Regions from separate parts of the Mus musculus genome. Here region 2 is linked to region 1. Evidence: chromatin contacts called from public HiChIP or PLAC-seq data. All regions are on one chromosome and are shown on one strand. Each heading gives the region's core, a stretch centred on a gene start, on an enhancer-like site or on the middle of the called end of the contact. The rest is flanking DNA. Distances are from core to core; before and after follow the strand shown. Region 1 holds the start of Npas3 (neuronal PAS domain protein 3). Region 2 has its middle 9.7 kb from the start of Gm46328.

Region 1 (5,198 bases), core at 1,157-3,656:
TACGCAGACAGATGCTGTTATATAGAAAGCCGTTGCTTGCTGAGGAATTCAGTTTTAACCTCATTCCTTAGTCTTTCGCTGGATTTTCTTTGGTTACAACATTGCTGGCCTTAACCCAGGTAGAAATGCTCTAAAACATCCCTGCCCTCTCCAGAATGGGTAGGAAGTCTCTGTCTCAGTAGAAAGCCTGCACAGAGCAAAGGGCTGGTATCTGAAATCCTTTCAGAGCTTATCCAAAGGTTGACAAGGCAAGGAGGTCAGAACTTTGGGCTGAGTGAGGGCCAAGGTCCCCCTGTAGGGGTCCTTAAGATGCTGGTTTCCACCAGCCCCGCCTCGCACTGCGTGCTCGACCAGGGTCTAAGCAGTTAGGTGATGCATTGAATGTCTAGTGCTTCTGCTTGAAAATGACCCGGAAGCGGGAAGTCAGGACCTTGCTTTGGTCTTCAACTAACTCGTGGGCTCCTTCGCACAAGCCACAGATGCTCATTACGATTCTTTTTACGTGCAACATGTGGGGGACGAAGCAGTTTCATATCTCCTGGTATTATCTGCCGTCCAAAGCATTTTCTTTGAGAGGAAAATGGAAACGCAGCTGCGCCGTGGGCTCGGCCAGCGAGAGCCAAGGCTCCCCCCTCCCAGTCTCCCTGTGACTGCTGGGCTCGGAGGCTCCTCCCGAAAGCCACTTGGGTTGGGGACGCCCAGAGGTTGCCCTGGCAGGAGCGGGATGGGGCCTGGCGAGGACTCGCCTTTGTCCAGCTCCTCTAGTTTCCAGAATCATCAGGGTGGGAGGGATAGCATGGGGCTGCTGCAGGGCGGGCATCTGGCTCTTAGATCCTGTGCGGAGTTGTCCTGCTTGGGAGCCTCTGTCACTCTACACCTCGGCAACTTCAGGCCAGTGGGTCCTGTCTCACTGGATCATGGTGGCCCACTGTTTCCCAGGCTCAAAGGGTTAAGCAGGAGCCTGACCGGGAGAAGCGCGATTGGCCCTGGGTCACGGCGGCGTGGAGGTCACAGTTAACTTGGGCTTGTTTGGAGGGTACAGCGACTGCCCTAGCCCTTCAGCTGCAGTGCCCAGGCCCTGAGTGCCAGATGGGAAGAGGGTACCAGAATGGGAAACCACCACTCCCCACCACCACCCAGCCGCAGCAGTAGCAGCAGCAGTTGCAGGAGTAGCAGCAGCAGCAGCAGCAGCCGCTAAGCTGGGCAGGGGCTTTGAGTGTGGGACATTAGCAGAGCTCTGTGTCCCTCAAGGGCTGCATCCGCCTGCTTCTCGCATCTCTGCTCCTGCTCACCAGCCAGAAGACAGGGGGAAAAGTGGGCAACCCGGGTCCTGGGGAGGGATGGAGGGAAACAATCAACTCCCACTCCCCCAACCCTAGCTCAGTGAAACCCAGTGCAAGTCTCACTAAAAAGGCGCATCCAAACTGTAAGGATCTCTCTTCACCCCCTAATGAAAGGCAGGCGTCACAATGTGAAGTAACAGGAAGGCGCGAGGAAATAAATGCACGTGTTTTCTCTTTTTGTTTCCTTGGTGTTTGGAATTCGCAGAGTTCTTTTCAATTGTGGCTACTAATTTATTCGTTTCCTCGGTCAAAGGGGGGCGTTAAGAGATGGATCATAGCGCAAACTAAGATCTAGCTGAGACCCCACCTCACAAGTTTCCCAAGACCAACTCTTCCGCTCACCAGGAGCGGGAAGAGCCCTTTCTTTTAAGCGACCCAAACTCTCCATTGTACAAAAGCGCCAACCCCCCGCCCCGCACTCCGTCGCCTTTGCAAACCACCTCTCCTAGATAACTATCAAGTTCTCCAGGAACCCAACTTGCGCTTGGTCACATTCGCTCTGCTTAATGTGGAGAATAGTGTCAAAGAGGGGTCCAGGCTGAAACGGGAGGCTCTGACGCCCCATTCCTACACCCGCGGGCTGGGATCCTGGTTTCTGGCAGCCTCGGAAGGCTGAAGCCAGCCCGGATGGTGGTTATTTCTCCAGAGAAAGGAGGAGAAAGAGCGCACCACAATCTTGCACTTTGGGTCGGAAGTGCGCGGTGTGTGTGTGTGTGTGTGTGTGTGTGTGTGTGTGTGTGTGTGTAGAAGAGGGAGGGAAAACGCACCCTCCACTGCTCGTTATTCCCTTGCACCGGCCAAGCGCTCGCCAAGCCTCCCGGTGCATCCTTCCTCCTTCACCCCCTCCTCCTCTCAGCTGGGCTCGCGCGGCGCTGCTGGAGCAGCCAGTGAAAGCAACATCCTGGAAAGAGGGGGGAGCAACAGTGCCCCCCAAAAGGGAGAAAAGGCCCCACCCTGACACGTTTTGCTGTTTGCAAGTCCCTCGCACACCCCCCGCACCTCCTCCTCGCCACCCCCCCCCACCTCAGCCCGCTGCGCGCACATCAAAGCGCCTCTCCGCCGCGCACAGTGGCCGCGGCTCACTAATGGGATTGCAGGCTGGTGCCTGGCTCCGCTGCTGCCGCCGCTCGCGCCGCTGCTGCCGCCGCCGCCCGAACCCGAGCCCGAGCCCCCGCCAGCCCGAGCCCAGAGCAGCCGCGCCTGGGGCTCCAAGCCGCGGCGATGATCCGAATCTTTCCGGATTTCAGCGTGCAGGTGACGGCCGCGGCGGCCGGCGGGGCAGCCGCTGGGGTACCGGCCGGTGCGGGCATGGGGAGGGCCGGCGCCGCGGCCAACGGCACCCCGCAGAACGTCCAGGGCATCACCTCCTACCAGCAGCGGTGAGTAGTCCCGTCCGAGCTGGGATAGTGCCCCCGTCTCGGGTACTGGGGTGGGACTCACTTTGCTCTTGTTTTGTGCCTTACAACACACATGCACCTCGTCAGGGCTTACTTTGCCTGCCCCTGTGCTATAGAAGGAGGGGGGGGGGGATACACAATCCGAATTGAAAAGCACTCTAGTGCACTGGCGAAGTGAAGTCATCCTTTGCCCTCTGCCAGGCCCCGAACGTTGAGCCTCAGCCCCGAGTAGCCAGAGAGTTCCAGTCAAGTCTGAGACGCTGCAGGAGATGCTTTTGCAAAGTTTGGGCTTCCTGCCCCCTTTCAGCAAAATGTTCTCAATGCCTCCGCGGGTGCGAATCCGCGCTGACGGACAGCCAGGGGAGCAATTGATCATCGGAGGCTGATTGATCATTTGTTTCCAAATAGGACAGAGACGATTTTCATGTGCAGAGATAGACTTGCGTTTCTACCTAATAGTGTGAGATCCTGTCACCTGTTACTACAGGGAATACAACGTGAAATCCGAATCTCTTAGGCGCTGTTAACTATCTTAAACGCATTATGATGCAAATGGATGGGATTCCGAGATCCAAGTTAGGAAGCAAATTTTACAAAAGTTAGGCTTGGTGGTGAAAGGGAAGTTTTAATATAGAAATTGTTTTTAGTTTTCTAAAGATAGTCTCTAGATTCAAAATAATTGTCATTAAAACACTGAGCAACCTTTGATTGAGGAAGGAAATAAAGAGAAATTTACCATCAACAGCTTTCTAACCCTAAAGTTTTCCCTTTAAGGATAACTTTCGATGTTCTAAGATTTTATTGAAAATGGGATTCACAAAATCGCTATGAGAAAAACTAACAATATAATCAAAAAGGTAAACTCTCTATTCATGAGGCTCAATTTTATGGTAGATGGAAGAAAAAAAAGCACATGAGAGTGTGAAATTAAATATTTGTGTTTCCCAGATTGTACACGATTAAACATCTGAGAGATTTGCCAATGGCATTTAACTTAAAATATACATAATGCATAATTCAAATTCCCATTTTACCTCATCTTTGAAACTTCATTGATTTGAGAGCCTTTGGTTTGAAACAATAGTATTTAAACTGCAAAGGTTACAGTAATCTGTCATTGCTATGTTTTGTGCCTTCTAACCAATGGCCCAGTGACCAGATTTTGCCTAACACAGTATTTTCCAAGTTCATGTAATTGCAAATATTCTGTAGAAGACTTCATTACATGCTCTGCTTATTGTCAAAAGTTTTAAAAAGAAGTCGTGGAAATAACTCTAAAGGGGCAAATCTTTGTCAGACACATATTTTTTATTAAATTATTTTAGTCATGTTTTACTCAAGCGATTACAAGAACCTTTAACAAAAAAGATCTGGGCATCTTTCAAAAGCAGAACACCAGTAAAGAATTCAGTTTCCCCATTTCATGGTTCAGGTATGGGTTTTTTTTTTTTTTTTTTTGTCTTTTATAAAACATTTAAATGACAATAGGATCTGGCGGTCACTTTAACTAGGAAGTGTAGGCAATAGTGACAATAGTGTGGTCTCTGAGGAAGAGATTCAAGGGTCAGAAATGTCACATGGCCTTTGGACAATTCCAGGGACCTCCAGGAACTTGAGCTGACCCAAAAGATGTAAATTGGGCATAAGGAGCTGTCGTGAATCTCCCGCTTTTAGGGTTTTTCCCCCTCAGCATTGGCATTGTCCTTTAGAAGAAAAAGATGATTTGGGGGTTCAGGAGTATCCAGGGGAAGTCATCCCCCCACTTCACCCCCAAGCACCTGCCTCAACACTTCCCTTTAAAGGTTCCTGTTGGGTTTCAGGCCACTTGTTAAACCTCAACCCACTGGTCTTCTAAAGACAGGGGTGAAAAACAAAACAAAACAAAACAAAAACAAAAACCCACCAAACCCTCTAAACTTTCTCCTTTGGAGTGAATTATGGCTTCCTTTGATTTAAGTGTTCTCTCATACTGACAAGGTAAGATGATAGTAGTGAAATGCAGTTTTCTTCCCATGGTGTTACTCAGATCTCCTGACACCTGTTACTGTCTTTAATTTTAGTTAATTTGGGGGCAGAAGAGTTGGGCAAGAAGATTATTGGCAGGTGTTGGAGGTAAGGTCTAAGCCAGGAGTCTCCTTTCGTAGTTCACCAGCACTAGGAGTCACCAGGACTGGCTTCGGGGCTCTGAGGAGTAGATTTAATTTCCTCCCGGAGACCTGGACGTTTTGCTAAAAAGAATTGTGAAATAACGTTTAAGAATTTTAAAGTACTTTTGGGGATCTGATGAGGGGTGACAGGAGTGGGTTTTTAAGCAGTGGCCTGCCTGTTGAGAGAGCACAAACTTCTCTTATTTGTCACCTCAGGGCAGAACTGCCCTGGACTGTCTCCTGGAACCAGAACTTCCAACTGGTTAACTCCTCTCTTCTTTGCTAGCCCCCATTTGTCTTGTAGGCAACAC
Region 2 (5,198 bases), core at 1,741-4,240, 1.2 Mb after region 1:
GACTTGGAAGGAACCCAAAGGGCAACTTCATTTGAGTTTAAGGAACCAGCAGAAGAGCCAAGCTGTACATCTTGGCAGTTGCCAGAAGGAAGGGAATGGAGAAGAGGGAGAGAGAAAGGCCCGCCTTCTGCAGTGGGGTTTGAGCCAGCAAGCAGGTTCCACAGTGATGTCAGGAAGCAGCTGTGTGATGGACAGCCACAGAATGGAAAAACAAAGAGTGAGAGGGAGTTTCAGAGACCAAAAGAGACTGCCAAACATGTCAGAAAAAGAATGCCCAGGCTTTGGTCAGTATCTAAAACAGAAAAAGAGAGAAAAGAAGAAAGAGGAAGAGTTCCACGTGTCTGGGGAACTCAGAAAAGCAAGCAGGCTCCATGTTGCTGCACAGTGGAAGCTCTCTGAGGGGTCACGTGTGGCAGGGCTTCGGGAAAGACAGGTGCATTGTCTCAGGGGGAAATCATCTCCTCCATCTCCTTAGCGTGTCTTTAAGTGACTCCAATTTCCTGGCGGTGGGGCTGCAGACCCTGGCCAGAGGATCAACAGGCTCAGCTGGACCAATTGTTATGGGAGAAACAATAGCATGTACTATTTATTACTCTTTGGAACCGATCAAAATGCCACATCTCCATCTGAAGCAAGAGGTAAATCCCATCTTTTGACCAGGAGACCTAAGCTTCTGCTGTTTGTTTGTTTGTTTGTTTGTTTGGTTGGTTGGTTGGTTGGTTGGTTGGTTTTTGAGACAAGGTTTCTCTGTGTAGCCCTGGCTGTCCTGGAACTCACTCTGTAGACCCGGCTGGCCTCAAACGCCAAAATCTGCCTGCCTCTGCCTCCCAAGTGCTGGGATTAAAGGTGTGCACCACCACTGCCTGGCAAAGCTTCTGCTTTCTTTTCTAGTGTTCCCAGGGAAAGGGAGTGGGGTTCAAGCCGACCAATGGGAAGAGCTCATCTTCAGTGGCTTCCAAGGCTACTACAATAGTCTAACCTCAAATGTTGAGACCCTAAAATTAGCTAAGGTATGGGCCAAAATTGGAGGACAGTTATATCCCATTTTCACTATGAAAATCTAGAGATCTAATTCTAACGATGTTCATCAGAATGGACTATAGAGTCCAGATTAGTACCCCTGTGTGTGTATAGCCTCTGGCTCAATACCTCTCTGTGTACATCCAGCCTCTAGGCTTGTTTAGGAGAAGAAAGTTAACAAGAAATCACAGTAGGGCTGGAGAGATGGCTCAGTGGTTCAGAGCACTGACTACTCTTCCAGAGGTCCTGAGTTCAATTCCCAGCATCCACATCATGGCTCAAGACCATCTGTAGTGGAATTCTATGCCCTCTTCTGGTGTGTCTGAGGACAGCTACACTGGGCTCATATACATAAAATAAATAAAATTTAAAAAATAAAAAGTCACACCAAAAAATAGAGTATTATTTCCATCTCTGGCCTATGGCCAGGACAAAACCAAGGACATTCCCAGTTTCTGGCCAAGGGCACAAATTGAAGACCTATTCATAATCTTCTGGCCCCAATTCTAACTCCATTCTCTTTAGTACTATCCAATGTAATTTTGCTGAATGAAAGAAAGAAGAAATGAATGAGATCCCTTTCTAGAAACTTTTCTCAGCTAACATGCTGAATCAGTGTTTCTGTCAGTGTGTCTAGAAGAGGCAAAGGACTTTCTCGACAACACCAAAACTTCCCTCCTCCACTCCCACACAATGGGTGTCAGGAGACATAGTGGCCCACAAAACATTCTTCTTCCTGTCCACCAGCTATGACATGGCCTCCTGGGAATTAGCCTTGGCGCCTCTGTCTCTTCCTCTCACTAAGTCCAAATGTGGAATTGACTCCAGTGAGCAGAAGGCTGGGTCGATGGCTGCGCTGATGGCACCCTGACACTCAGAGCAAGAGGAGCCAACGGACAGGTTTCAGCAGAGCAGGTCTAGGCCTTCTGTTCCCTCAGCCCAGGAGCCATCATCCCCCGAATCTCTGGCTGTTTTAATGAACATGATTTGGAATGCTAACCAAATAACCTCACACAATTAGCCTGGCCCACCAGCCCTAAGACATGGAAGTCTGAAACCCACTGCTCAGTGGGGCCTGTCAGCTACAGCTGCAGGAGGCAGCTGCCCAGCCTACCTTTCTGCTGAGCCCCTCCCTGCCTTCCTCCAGCTCTGTGTCTAAGGAAGCTTTCTCTTTCTGTATTGTTCTATTGATGGCCAAGTTCCCTGTTTTCAAGCATCTCTTTTTAATCTGTTTAGATGTGATATAATCAAACTAATAATCCATTAGTATATTCCACAAGAATACTTTTCCAGGGACAATGACTGTAAGCTAGGAACCTCTATTTGCCCCAGATAAGTCATCACCTAGAGTCCCCAAGAAGCACTACACTCCAATGTAAGACATATGTTTCTCAGACATCAGAAAAGCCCACAGTGAGTCAGGCAGTGGTGGTTCATGCCTTTAATCCCAGCACTCGGGAAGCAGAGACAGGCAGACCTCTATGAGTTCAAGGCCAGCCTGGTCTACAGAGCAAATTCTAGGACAGTCAAGGCTCCACAGAAAAACCTTGTCTCAAAATACCAAATAAATAAATAAAAATAAAAACCTAAACTATGAAAAGTGAGAATAAAACATATTACTATTGCTGCCTTCTCTCACCTGATCCCCCAGCAAACCAGAGACCTATGCTCTGCTCTGAAGGGAAGAGCAATTTAATGACACTGGTGTCCCAGCAGAACTGCACCAGCCACAGCACAGCACCTACTTTGTTCTGAATAGTACAAGTCTTACCTTGTCTTGAGGCTGGGCAAACCTAGACAAAATGTTTCCCCACCCTTTATGCAAAGCATCCCCATCATTGCCAGCAGTGACCAGAGAAGGGATGGAAGCCTTGCAGCTCGGAAGCCAACTGCGCCCCACTCTCTCCCTTTATGAGAGATGTAAAAATATGTTCCCTCTGCATCAGCAAAGTGAAGCCTTTGTCTTAGCTCGTTAGCATTTCTACGGCTGGCTGGGCAGATTCTTTTCCAACTTTGTCACAGCAAGAGACTTGCCCTGCAAAGCCTTGCTCCTTATTGTAAGGCAAGTCTCTGGGGGAAATAAGCAGAGAAGACAAGGAAGGGGACCACAAGCTAGAGCAAGAGGCTGCCAGCAGCCTCCGAGGGGCCTCAGGACTCACACACTGAACCATCTGTGTTTGACTTCATCACTCTGTGAAAGAGACGGAGCCCAGTGATGACTGAAGGCTTGTGCCGGTGAAAACTAGAGATATGTTTCTCTCAGCATCTTTCGTTTCCTAAGGATGCAAGGTAGTCTATTTGGCCTCCCACAGCCACTGATTTACCACTTCCAGGCATCCCTCTTTGTGGTCTTTTCTAGAAAGTAAAACTTAAAAAAATAATAATAATAATGGAGCAGGAACACCTAATTGAGCACATAGCATGTGTAATTGTGAATCGGTGCCTGGGAAGCTGGATAAATATGTACCGGGCTCAGCCATCATGTCGCTCTTCAGTTCGACCCAGAAAATGACTGACATCTAGGAACAGCATGTATATGGCTTTTGCCATTTCTTCTTGTAAAAGAATCACAATGAAAAGGCAAAATGGCATTTTAAGTGCAGTGTTTGACAGGGTTTGAGAGGTTGGGGTGGGGGGAGAGCGGGAGTGGAGAGTGGGAAGGAGAATCAGAATCCTAGCCCTGAACACAGGCAGGAAGCACTTGTCCAAGCAGACACTTTCTAGGAGCGGCACTGTAATAACCACTCACCGGGCTGGGACAAAAGACAAATCAATAAACGTTGTCTAAAGAGATTTTTGACCAGCAATACTTCCCACATGTTTGTCCTTTAAAAAAAAGATTTATTTATATATATGAGTACACTGCAGCTGTCTTCAGACACACACTAGAAAAGTGCATCGGATCCCATTACAGATGGTTGTGAGCCACCATGTGGTTGCTGGGGATTGAACTCAGGACCTCTGGAAGAGCAGTCAGTGCTCTTAACGGCTGAGCCATCTCTCCAGCCCAGGTGTGTCCTTTTTAAAGAACTTAACCAGGCTACTGCCATCTTTAAAGAAACAAAACAGAACAAAACAAAACAAAACAAAACAAAACAAAACAGAACAGAACAAAACAAAACAAAACAAAACAAAACAAAACACACTGTCATAGTTCCAACATCAATTAGCAACAGACACATGAAACTCTTCCAGGAGGAAAATGTGCATGGTCCGCTTGACCAAATCCCGGCTGACCAGCATTTGATCTTTCTAAAACAGTGTCCCACCATAAAGGGTCTTTACAATTCTCATTCTTCTCTGATGTATAAACATGCGTATGTCCACCTTGTTCAGCTGTAGGTTCAAGAAGCTGAGATTGTAGAGGAAGGAGGAGGCAGTCTCTCCTCCAGGGCCTCCATTCACCTCATTGCCTCATGTTCACAGGAATCCTCAAGGTTACCCAAGACTCCTTGGAGCTTTCCCACCAAACGGGGATATGGAAGCTAACTCCTATTCCAAAGTCATTCTGAGGAACGTATGCCACAGGACCAGAGCTCTGCATCTCCGAGTCTTCACTTGACCACTTCCAAACATAAGTACTAAAACAATATAGGTGGCCCTTACACTTTTACTAATTCCCTCAATCCCTACAACCTCTCTAGAAGGTTGCTCAAGCAAAAGGTTGTGAAACTCGAAACTCAAGCTGGGAGATGCTTTCTGCTTTAGTTATGGCCACACAAATAAGGTCAAGCTGAGCGGGAGCCCGAATCCAAGCCTTCAGCCCCTTCCTCCCATCTCAACTACCTTAGAGGTACCACAGAAGAGTCCAAGTACCCCAATCCCCGAATCACAAGATAAAAATCACAAAGTCTCTGGGAGCTGAGTCCCATGAAGTCCCATCTGCAGGAGATCCTGCCCCCCAATCTGGAAGAATAGGGGTTTCAATTTTCAGTCAATCAGCAATCTGGATGAGGGGCTGTGCTGTAAGAGCAAACCCAACACATTTTTTAAAGTGAGTTAGAAACTCGTTTTAAACTCTCTGTGGACCAAGTAGCTTTTCAGCATCAGTCTGGCCATGGGTTACCCATCTGAGAGGGCAGTAGGTATAATGCAGGTAAACACCTCTCCCTGGCTTGGGCTAGTTACTACCCTAACAGTGGCGTTGATCTCCACTCTGAAGAGTCTACAGAGCAATT

Evidence for each region. HiChIP or PLAC-seq counts read pairs in DNA pulled down with a chosen protein or histone mark.
Region 2: an H3K4me3 HiChIP or PLAC-seq map of embryonic forebrain shows a contact between it and region 1, with 4 times the contacts expected there. The contact joins the enhancer-like site here to the promoter of Npas3 in region 1. A contact is called at or near these places in 2 of 39 promoter capture datasets (embryonic stem cells and hippocampal neurons) and 3 of 115 datasets of contacts at active chromatin or transcription factors (astrocytes, embryonic forebrain and embryonic stem cells).

The regions. Positions count from the first base shown.
Region 1 is chr12:53,246,026-53,251,223 of GRCm38.p6, forward strand. It overlaps Npas3 (neuronal PAS domain protein 3), which reads left to right and starts at 2,407. Exons shown (of 12, transcript NM_001370962.1): 1 at 2,407-2,722. The coding sequence starts at 2,565.
Region 2 is chr12:54,407,326-54,412,523 of GRCm38.p6, forward strand. No RefSeq gene overlaps it. Among named protein-coding and RNA genes, the nearest start is that of Gm46328, 9.7 kb to the left of the region's middle. Within about 2 kb of position 2,991, at least 9 of the 459 cell types and tissues checked have an H3K27ac peak or open chromatin away from gene starts, as enhancers often do. A contact at or near this core is called in embryonic forebrain, where this site is marked.